2 separate regions of the Bombyx mori genome follow, and region 1 is linked to region 2. Evidence: chromatin contacts called from public Hi-C data. All regions are on one chromosome and are shown on one strand. Each heading gives the region's core, a stretch centred on a gene start, on an enhancer-like site or on the middle of the called end of the contact. The rest is flanking DNA. Distances are from core to core; before and after follow the strand shown. Region 1 overlaps LOC101737439. Region 2 holds the start of LOC101737439.

Evidence for each region. Hi-C and Micro-C count contacts between places; a contact is called where the count stands out from the background.
Region 1: a contact with region 2 is called in a Hi-C map of whole pupa, with 2.3 times the contacts expected there. The contact joins the enhancer-like site here to the promoter of LOC101737439 in region 2. A contact is called at or near these places in 2 of 7 Hi-C or Micro-C datasets (midgut and whole pupa).

What each region holds. Positions count from the first base shown.
Region 1 is chr9:5,115,264-5,121,301 of ASM3026992v2, forward strand. All of the region lies in intron 2 of LOC101737439, which reads left to right. It also overlaps a transcript of DnaJ-21 not described here. Among protein-coding and RNA genes, the nearest start is that of LOC134199431, 24 kb to the left of the region's middle. Within about 2 kb of position 3,413, at least 6 of the 8 cell types and tissues checked have open chromatin away from gene starts, as enhancers often do.
Region 2 is chr9:5,070,486-5,076,568 of ASM3026992v2, forward strand. It overlaps LOC101737439, which reads left to right and starts at 3,140. Exons shown (of 8, transcript XR_009973797.1): 1 at 3,140-3,367. It also overlaps a transcript of DnaJ-21 not described here.

The DNA.
Region 1 (6,038 bases), core at 2,163-4,662, 45 kb after region 2:
TTCTCCGTCCGTGTACACGATGAGGATCGGACTATGCCCAGTGGGACTTCGACCAAAAACAAGCTTCAAATGTTGTAGCATTTGAACTATTGCATTGCAACTGAGTATTTATTTTTACGTATTACTAGCTAACCCGGCGAACTTCGTAACGCTTAATAGTCGATTCTTTGATTTTTAATAATTTTTTTTAAACTTTTTCTGCTGTTGACATTACAATACTAACGTCACTCAATTGTTTTACCTTCCCGGAACCTCTCCACTAACACTTAAACTTTATGGTATGGTATTAAAGTTCAAATTGACTTTAAAGTATTATTACGAATCATTTTATGGGGAGTATAGAAAAGTATTGTTTTTAGACTTTTTCAGGCAATTTTTTTAATTTTTCTTACGTTAAAAACCACGCTCATACTTCAAGGATATACTAAAAAAATTATTTGCGAAATCGTTTCAGCTGCTCTCAAGATATGCGCTTAGCAACACATTCATTGAATCATTTTTATATTATAGAAAAGTAATTTATATTCAAATATATTCATGCTATTATGTGAAAATGAAAAATAATATTTTAACCAGAAAAGAATAATTCTGAAAAATTATATCTGCGCAAATAAATAAGCTGATCTTTGTGTAAATAATTAAATAGAAGTGTGTCTGTGATTGGAATAAGGCTTCTTGAATCCCGTTCTATTTATATATAGTCTTTTAGTCGGATTTTATATGTCCCTACGTCTTTTTGTTTGTTTGGTTTTTAATTTTCGAAATTATTAATCTTTTTGATTTTATTCACTTTTGCAAAGTATTCTTCTTATTTTCAGCATCTGCACTGGATTAGAATTTTGTATTTCTAAAAGACAGCGCATACTGAAAATAATGTACAGAATGTGGAAATATCTCTTGAAAAAAATAATGTATTCATTTTTTTTTATTGCTTATATGTGTGGACGAGCTCACAGCCCACCTGGAGTAAAGTGGTTACTGGAGCTCATAGACATCTACAACGTAAATGCGCCACACACCTTGAGATATAAGTTCTAAGGTCTCAGTATAGCTACAACGGCTGCCTTTCAAACCGAACGCATTACTGCTTCGCGGCAGAAATAGGCAGGGCGGTGGTACCTACCCGTGCGGACTCACAAGAGGTCCTACCACCAGTAATTACGCAAATTATAATTTTGCGGGTTTGATTTTTATTACACGATGTTATTCCTTCACCGTGGAAGTCAATCATGAACATTCGTTAAGTACGTATTTCATTAAAAAAATTGGTACCCGCCTGCGGGACTCGAACACCGGTGCATCGCTATATACGAATACAACGGACGTCTTATCCTTTAGGCCACGACGACTTCAATTCATTTCAAAGGAGAGATTTTCTAATCACTTTTATTTTATTTTATAAAAGGCATGATACATTTACCCTATACTTTTCTTGATTCAGATTTGTTATACTACCTGACGCCATCATTAAATCGACTGTAATCGTTTTTGATTCAGGAACGTCTATCAAATCCTTTATGTCAGCTTTCGTTTGTAGATTAGCAGTTGTTCCGTCCGAAGAACTGACACTCCGTTTAATCTTGAAGTATTACGAGTATATTTTGATTGACTTGAGAAATTACCCTCATTCATTCAACGCTTATTAATTACAAACAAGAAATGATTTCAAGAGATGCTGTTTTTAGGCTTTGTAGCAAACGTGTCTGCCTTCATATATAACGCCTAAGTCTCATTTGTATATAAGCTTTGTCCCACCTCTTTCGAATCTGTATCTATGTCTGCTTCGTGGAAAAAATAGTTATTATGATAAACACATGCACTATTAAGATTAATTTTACCTTTTGTTTTTCTTTTTTCGGGCCGGGGACCATTCCTCCTACGAGGTCCTTGTCCTAAGTAATACGATTATGTCGATCTTCAAACACCGCAGACAAGTACTAACATTTCTAAGGTATTATATTGGTGTGTCGACACATGATAATGAACGAATAACAAATCTAAATAAAATACCTAAAATTCTACAGCAGTGTGTAATTATTTGCTGTAAAGGGTTTTGTAAGCCCGGACGTGTGGGCTTACAAAATCATGGTTATCAAAAAATTAAAAAACATCTTGGCAGCAGTCATGTGTTCCGGTTTTAAGCGTCAGAGTCCCGCCATACTCGTTCGTTTACTGGTGGTAAGATGTCTTTTATGTCCACTCGGGTAAGTACCACCACCCTGCCTATTTCTGCTGTGAAACAGAAATGCGTTTCGATTTGAAGGGTGGAACAGCCGTTTCACTGAAAAACTAAGACTTAGAACGAATGTCTGACGGTGGGTGGCGGCATTTGCGTTGTTGATATCTATGGGCTCTGGTGGCTTCTTAACACCAGATGAACTGTGATCTCGTGCATAAAAACAAAAAAAATATACAGTTGAATCTGTTACTGCTTGCTTGTCAGCGAAAGCGGCGCTATGAAAACTTATTACGGTAGTTTTAATGTTGTATCAGTACTAAGTTTGGTAACGGTACTAATTGTAGAAATTCAAACTTGTCTCTTTCAACCAGCCATCATTTGTGTAGCGAAGTTAGATTGTCAATACTGCGAAACTGTCATATTCATATAATCCAATTAAAACTTTGTAGACTCAAATGTGCTCGTCGTTTATCGGGGATCTTGAATGAATCATTGTTTTGCGTTTCTGTTGAAATTAAATGAGGTTTCAGTTACTGAACGGAGTAACTTACATGGCCAGCTGTCAATGGGTTTTTTAGGCATGGCGCTGAATATCTAGCGCAGTTTCCACGCTTAGGGGGCGCGCGTGGTATGTGGGTCTTGACAGTTTGTAGACCTGTTGTCAATGCCTACATTATTTTACAAAAAAATTATTAAAATGATCATTATTTTCAAAGATTGTTTCCGTATGCTTCTACCTACAGCAACCAAAGCAAGTTTTAAAAAAAAATTGATCACAGAGACATTGCTAAATTATAAAAAAAAAACACCTTTTAAAAAGTGTAACTTAAAAAAATACTAATACTAATTTGTAGCAAAATCATTTTAAATGATTATTTACAAATGTTATTGACTGACTAAATATAATTAAAGGTAATCCAAATAACTTTACGAAGACATGAGGTAAAAATACAATTGTAAAGAATAGATGTTGTTTTAAATAATAATGTAGTAATTGTTTTTTTTTGAGCCACAACTTCGAGTATTCATAAACTACATTCAATATATCCCTGTTCCAAGATCAACGTCAGTAACGCCGATAAAAATAATGTACTGCATTCAGAATGGCGCGAATATTTCCTGTAGAGCGAGTCATATAAAATTCTAAAGTAAATAAGAAATGTCATTACGCAGGCAGCGCGGTGGGACGATGTCGGCGCATTAATGAGACCAGCTCGGCTGGAACTTGTTATAAATACACGCTTGTAGAACACTGGTAAATTGAGCTAAAAGTCATGAGGCGCTTGCGATACACTGTAGCTGTAGCTGTGGGACGACTGTTGATGTCTTTGTATTTATCTGCAAGAATGCGGGAACCGTGGTAGCCGAAGTTCTTGATGCACTGATGATGAAGGCTGCAGTTGTTCCGTCGCAGGTCACCAGTTTGGGAGGCTTAACGACAAAGGAAGATCTTCCACCGAGCGGATGATATTTGTTCAGTAGACCGACGGTCCAAATGTTGTTGTTCGGAACTTGTATATATGCGCTTTATCTTGAAAATGTCGTAAGCGAGATTCAGGCAGCTGTCAATTATCTTGCGTTGTATGATGTCTACCGCCACAGTCACAATCGACGATAAGTGAACTAACTCACGGCCCGTCACAACGTTATACCAACACCCATATTGGAACCATTAGGTCGAAATTTCGATTGCGTTATATAACTCCGCACCTTTTATATCGGGGAGCTGAAGATTCATGGGAGAAATGAGCAGGATAACTGTAATTGCCAATATTGAGTACCATACCACTTATCGGCAGTAAATGCGTGTTTGTGTTCTATAGATTTCCAAACCATTCATTCAATTGTAATTAAAGATGGCGTAGTTCTTGTTAGTACATCAGAAAAGGTTTCTCTCGTATGGCAATACGCAATAAATGGCTTGCCAATAGTTTAATCAATCTTTTTCATATGATTAATCATAGCCGGGTTTCTCTAGTCATTTTATAAGACTGTAACAGAATTATGTACCTGCAGGTACAGCAAAGACTTTGTAAAGAAAAATAACAGGCGTCATTATTTTTAACTTTATAATTTAAATAATAATTCGACGCTTGAAAGGCAAACGTGACTAAGCGACAATGACTGCTTTGTACATAAATGATAGGCAATAACCATATTCGATGCGCAAAGCAAATATATTTCTAGATCTATTAAAATCATTTCAATCCTACAGCTAGATTCGTTAAAATAGATTTTTTTTCATGTATTTCAACTGTAAATAAGTCTACTGTAAAGCTCACGCATTAGTCGCTTAGTCACGTTTGCCTTTCAAGCGTCGCTTATGTTTCGAACATTTTAAATTTTATTGAATACAGTATTTATTTATCTTTTAAGTAATACTTTCCACTGGTGGTAGGACCTCTTGTGAGTCCGCACGGGTAGGTACCACCACCCCGCCTATTTCTGCCGTGAAGCAGTAATGCGCTTCGGTCTGAAGGGTGGGGTAGTCGTTGTAACTATACTGAGACCTTAGCACTTATATCTCAAGGTGGGTGGCGCATTTACATTGTAGATGTCTATGGGCTCGAGTAACCACTTAATACCAGGTGGGCTGTCAGCTCCTTCAACCAACTAAGCAATAAAAAAAAATAAAAAAAAAAATGCAAACTCTGAAAGCAAATTTGTTAAACTTACTTAGCACAAGTAATTAAAGTAAGGAAACTGAAGTGAAACTTGACGTCGCTCATTCGAACATTTGTGTAATGAACTTGAGCACATAATAATATATTATTATAACGTAACATAACATAACGTCTCCCTTTACGTAACAGAATGTAAACTTGGTGCAAATTGAATTAGAAATGTACCCTTGCCTTGTGAAATGTTCGCCAGCACTCAGAGATATTGTACTTATAAATGGGAGTTAACATTTTAGGCATATTGTTACTATAATATGTTTGTTACATAATATATTTTTTTCGACGTAGATTGGAAAAAAACGTTTCATCTGATTATAAGTAACTCGTAAATAAACTGGTGGTAGAACCTCTAAGCTGGTGGTAGGATATCTTGAGAGTCCGCGCGGGTAGGTACCACCACCCTGCTTCTTTCTGCCGTGAAGCAGTAATGCGTTTCGGTTTGAAGGATGGGGCAGCCGCTGTAACTATACCTGAGACCTTGGAGCTTATATCTCAAGGTGAGTGGCGCATTTACGTTGTAGATGTCTATGGGCTCTAGTAACCACTTAATATCAGGTGGGCTGTGAGCTCGTCCACCCATCTAAGCAATAAAAAAAGATCATAAATCTTGTGAAGTTATTACAGCCGTTCGTATTGTTCGTATTGATACAATTACCACCACCCTTTAGACCAGAATTACGGAGTTGAGGTTGGGTTGTACCGTGGGTTGTTACCGGGAATGAAGTAGGAAACCAGGATGCCAGGGTCAGCTGCTCGGATATCCAGATTATTAACCGGAGAGATTATTATCATACACTAGACGAGTCCTGTGGTTTCGCCCAAGTTTAATTTTTGTTCTTGTTTTGTTGCTTGTGTAAGTAACTCTCGGATACACAAATCGATTTTAATGTCAATCGATTTCTAGATCTATTGGTATGTAAAATTAGTGACGCGATTGCATGCAGCAGAGATGCGAATGTTGGGATGGATGTGTGGAGTAACGAGAATGGATAGAATACGGAATGAATATGTTAGAGGAAGTCCGAAAGTGGCACCTGTGACAGAGAAGCTGAGAAGTGCGCGTTTGGGATGGTATGGACATGTGATGAGACGAAATGAAAATGAGGTTGGTAAGAGAATGTTAACTATGAATTTGGAAGGATATAGAGGAAAAGGTAAACCTAAGAAGAAATGGATGG
Region 2 (6,083 bases), core at 1,890-4,389:
CCGTTGTAACTATACTTGAGACCTTAGAACTTATATCACAAGGTGGGTGGCGCATTCATTATACGTTTTAGATGTCTATGGGCTCCAGTAACCACTTAACACCAGGTGGGCTGTGAGCTCGTCCCATCTAAGCAATAAAAAAAAACGTAATTGGTGAACTTAGGTCTTGGCAGTCTAAGGAGTCGGTCTTCCTACTTAGAGTCCTTTAAATCACGTCTAGAACTCACAAGATCCGCAGAGAAAACGACATAAATCTTGACCACTTGAAATCCAAGCCACAAACCCAAATAACTAAATCGAATCTACTGCAACCACGGAAGCGTGAACATTTGAATTTTCGTATAACAAATGGATACTTTTTGAGGAAAATGCTACGAATGGAACTTATTTTTCGTAAATACGCAGCGTGCATATTGTAATATTTCTTATGTCCAAAATCTCATCCCGTCCGTAATATTCGTGGCTGTTATGTGAACTTATGTGTCATACACTTCCGTCTGGTCCTCCCCATTGTCCATTTATGAGGAAGTCGGAAACCATTGGACATTTCCTACACTTCGCGTTATTATTTATCATGTACCATAACCGATCTTTTTCGACACCTCGCTCGGCGTGATTTAATAAAAACACTTGTTTTTGATGTAGTTAGGATTTTATTCTTTATTTCTTCTGGTGTAGATACGAATTATTTGAGTGTTTATCTTGTGTTGATTGCTGTTCAATTCTTATTAAATTATGAACGTATATATATGGAAAAAGAAATTATAAGAGAGAATCATAGAAGAGGACGACTAAAAGTTGAAGATTGGGAATGGAGGAGGTCCGATACATACGACTAGTCTTGGTAATTTTATCAAACTATGGATTGATTCGTCTGTGGCAGACGAATAGGTAGGATTGGCCGAGTGGGAAGATCGGAACTTTTTGGTTAATTCACACTGGCACACGAGTTTTATTTTTAAAAGAAGAAAATATAACTGACAGATATAAAATTAACATAACGATGTTACGAATGCGTACGGTATGTAGTATTTTTTTTAAAGAATAAATGATTTTGTTGTTAAACTAAATATCCAATAGATTTCGCCATTCCATTCCACATCTTTTTGGGGGTGTATAGGATATGGATTTTGTGTGTAAATGGGAATACGCCATAGAATAAATAACGTTGAGGATTTTTGAAATTATTGTACTCTTACGTGATCACAACCATCTATCGATTGAATGTTTGAAAAACTTTATCATTGAAGTATCTCGGAATATTAATTTAAACATTAAATCGGAATGCATTTTGACCTTTACGAACGACTGCTTTAGCTTTTTATTTCTATTGCATAGAACAAGCTCACGGTTTAATTGGTTTTAAATGCTGCGAGCCCATACGATCACAACGTCAATGGCACCACCCATCTTGGAACAACATCTGTGCAATAAAGTTTATTATAAAGTCAATGATTATCTAGAAGATTCCACAAAGTGGGAATGAGTTGCTCGCTCCGGGCATTTCAATATTGCAATAATTGTTACGTTATAATACTCATTGTAAAAATTAATATTTCAAAAAAAATCTAATATTTAAAAAAAGAAATACAATATGCCCGCTGAGTTTCTTGCCAGTTCTTCTCAGGACGGAGGTTAGTTTTTGTGAATTGGCGGTAGTTCTTTTTGACGTTCAACAAGTATGTATTTTCATTTATGTTGAATTTTTTTTTTTGATTTGATTTGATTTGATTTGACAAGAGCTTTGAGACTCAGTTCTATAGTACAACGGCTGCCCGACCCATCAAACTGGAACGCATTGCTGCTTATGGGGGAGAAATAGTCAGGGTGTCAGGACCTACCCGTGCGCGCTCACAAGATGTAAATTATATATTTATGGGCTCCGATAACCACTCAATGCTAGGGTGACCGTTTATCCACTTAAGCAATAAAAAAAAATTGAGTACCTGTCCGACAAACATAATTCTAATTCCCTATTTGGTATGAAATTAACGTACCTACTGGTAATACCTAGTACCGGAATATTCTGTCGAATCAGTTTAAAAATGAATTTATTTCAGGGAATTCTACGCATTCTGCGAAATTTCATGATATTAAAAACCACAGGTTAAATTATATTACACAGGATAAAATAAAGCACAATTTAATACATTGAACATAAAGAATTCAATTTCATATTCAATCAGCTTATATTTACGGCTTTATTGAAAAACCAAACCTTACTGAAATATCTACAAACACCAGAATCGCCTCTCTTTAAGTACAAATATGTCCTAGGACAATTATAACAGAGCAAATCTAATAATTGAATTTGTCTTGGTTCCTACAGAGCTTGAAAGGTTCGGCGTAATGAGTCCTTCACCGATTTCTTCTCTAGCACAGGGGACTAAATCAAAACTTTAAGTTAAGCTTAACACAATTAAACAATTTATTTTAAGAGCCACCTCCGTTTCTATATGTTTGTTCTATAAGCAAATGCAAAAAAAGTTATGTACCATTTTCTACGCTGTTCGTCAACTGATTTCCTTTTTTATTTTCTTTGGCAGCTAATGAAGAGCTTTACAGTTATAAATAAAAAAGACAGAATTAAATATTTTAGTGACAAAAAACGAAAGGAAAATGTTTAACATTAATTGAATGGTGTTGAGATTTTAGTAATTATGGCCGAATTTTAATCACTGTTTACAGATTTCAGATCACAGATTTCCAGATTTCCAAAATTCCCAACAATTTGTTGATCTTAGTAAAAAAATATTAATAATGCAACATTAGCCATTCTGTACATTTTGTTAACATTCCTGATTACAGTTTTCCTTGATAATTTATCCGTCTACTGTACGCAGCCTACGCAATTATGATATGTGAAATAATAAATGAAAATTTGGGTAGCAATTTTAGATTAATCTGCCATCTATCGACGAGTACATGAACTAGAAAAGGCTGCGAGACGTCGAGGAAAATTTACTTGTAAAATTGTTGTAGTTACATTTAATTTTTCACAGATGTCACTTACGATCCACCTACTTAGTGGTTCTACCCGATGCTAGATGGCGATATATGACGAGAAAACCAAATTGTCCCATATTAGAGGGAAAATCGGGAAAAGCCATGTCGGATTCAATTCAGTCGGTTCGGGACCCTCAACGAGGCTGCTTCCTTCCCAAACTTTCTTTCAAAGTAACTAATAATTTGTACCCAACCAACCCAACCCTTCTATCCTGAAATCACTTCACCCTTTTGTAGATTAATTTTTTTCCTTGCCTTTTTTTATATCTTTAAAATTTTCCGTATTTCCTCGTGATAATAAACTTTTGAACATTGTTAGTAAGTGCGGAATTCCGGTGTCATCCGTCGAGTAGAATGATCGGTAAGTGATAAGATAATTTTATTTGCACTGAAAAGTTTTAAATAAACTAAAAGTGTTACAAATTCGTTTGTGGGACCTCAGTCAAAAATTTTAATTCAAAATTTTCTGTCATTGTCTCCGTAGATTTTATCTGAAGCTACATACATTTTTGGTTTGTTAGAATTATACTACTCAAAACTTTACTTGAAATATTTCAATAAATTAACTCACAGAAATTGATAAGAACAACAAAATGACCTAAGCCATTTCCGTGCCTTATAAAACCTATAAGGGATTTCGTGTAAAATTAAATACATAATTGCTTAGACTTTTGTTACCCCGATGAAATAGGTTGATATGGGGGTGAAACGGGCGAACCCTATCCTCTAATTGAACTTAGATTCGAATTGCGTACATTACAGTGTCAACTTTAACGCATCCATTGCCGAGGTTGATACTTTATCTTCGTCATTGTAATGCCTTCGTAAGGTTGTGGAGCCTTTCATTGGGTCTTTTGACATTGAACCTATTGTGCGCACAAGACACGTCCTTAAAGCGTTAATCTGTGAAGATATTGGTAATTTTTCTTGTTGTCGATTATAAATGTAATGTAGATGTATGAGTTGAGTAATAATCAATTATTAAATGCAATTAAAGAAAACAAAGGCGTTCGTAAATAGCCTTCGTTGGATTTTAATTTTAATGGTAATAGCATGTAACAATTGTGTAATTTTCATTAAGTATACAAAAACTTCAACCAAAAAAAAATTTTGCAGCTTAGTATCGCTTTTTTTATTGTCATCATATTATTTGCGGCGCTTCGAATAATTAACAATGAAACGTAAAAGTCGTTTTAATTATGTGTACGACTCACGGAAACTGAAGAAAATACTGTAAATGTATACAGTTTCATCGCAGTGACATGGTTTTTTTTTTTGATTGAAATGTAGGTAAATGCCATGTAGGTATGTTTAGATATATGTATTCAGAAAGATTTTTTTTTATTGCTTACATGGGTGGAAGAGCTCACGGTTCACCTGGTATTATGTGGTTACCGGAGCCCTAGACCCATACGACGTAAGTGCCGCCACCCACCTCGAGACATGAATTCTTAGGTCTCAGTTTTACAGTACAACGGCTACCCCGCCCTTCAAACCGAAACGCATTACTGCTTCACGGCAGAAATAGGCAGGGTGGTGATACCTACCCGTGCGGACTCACAAGACGTCCTACCACCAGTAATTAATATTAAATACTAGTATCTTTATTAATACTATCTTATAAATACTAGTATTTTTATTAATACTAAATACTTGCAGATTTATTTTTTATTGCTTGATGGGTGGACAAAATCATTGCCCATGCTCAGTATTTAGCGGAATCCACACAGATACATTAAGAACATAAATGTCAGGCTGTGGTACCTACCGGTGCGGAGTCACGCGACACATAAATGTGGTATTACAGCTATACCCAGGCTCCTGTCATTGCGACCATACAAAGATAATACATGAACAATTTGAAGTCTCAATCTCTAACTCTGACTAACACATTTTTAATTTAAATCAACTAGTGGTCCCCGCAGTAGTCGAAATTCGACTATAATTAATTTAAATTAAAAGTTTAAACATTATTATGGTTCTATTGTCAAACACTATTATTATACTTCTATAATAATAGAGATATTAATATATATAGATATATAGATTTCGCCAAGAGTACACTATAGATAAATAATATTAAAGACAAACAATATTAATCTATTCTCAATTTGACCACAGACTTTAAAGATTAACAAAAGTTTCACAATTAACAATACACAAAGAGTATATTTATATGTATGTGTTGTGTCAAATACATGGTAGCGTGTGTAATGTTTTCTTTATTATATATTATTAATATAACTTAATATTTAAATGAAAATATGATTTACAATTAGACTTTTATTGCAGCTTTACGAAAAGATTTGAAACCACCACCCTGCCTATTTCTGCCGTGAAGCAGTAATGCGTTTCGGTTTGAAGGGTGGGGCAGCCGTTGTAACTATACTGAGACCTTAGAACTTATGTCAAGGTGGGTGGCGCATTTACGTTGTAGATGTCTATGGGCTCCAGTAACTACTTAACACCAGGTGGGCTGTGAGCTAGTCCAACCATCTAAGCAATAAAAACAAAAAAAAAAAATTTAACCAATATTAATGTTGATTAAAATAAATCTCGCGTGGTAGATTATCTATTAGTAAACTTGACCTTTTACAGCATCTGAGGATACAATCGTTTGGTAAATAGCTCCACCACGATTATAATTCGTGTATAATATCTTTAGATAAAATCTAATTGTGGGATGTTCATAACGATACGAGTTAAACACGGACACGCATTACACATATATATTTTATTACAGCAAAAAGTGTCGGTGCTTAAAGCTCTGCAGGATTTTCCGTAGTATTGATTTATCGCTTTGCCCTTGATCGGTCTGGGTTCCTCGTGATCCGGATTCGATTCACGATCGGGGTCGGAGTATTCATTAAATATATTCTGTAGTCAGGGTGTACATTCTGTCTCATGTAATTAACAGCCCACAAATCCGGGTAGGCAATTCTTACTTAGACACGTTGAGAAACTTTAAATGTTTATTGTCCGCCCGATTAGAAGATGCAGTCGATCTTAAATTGAATTTTAGCGCAAAATTTAACATTTTTTCTAAGCTCATATTTAATTTTTTTACTAGTATATAC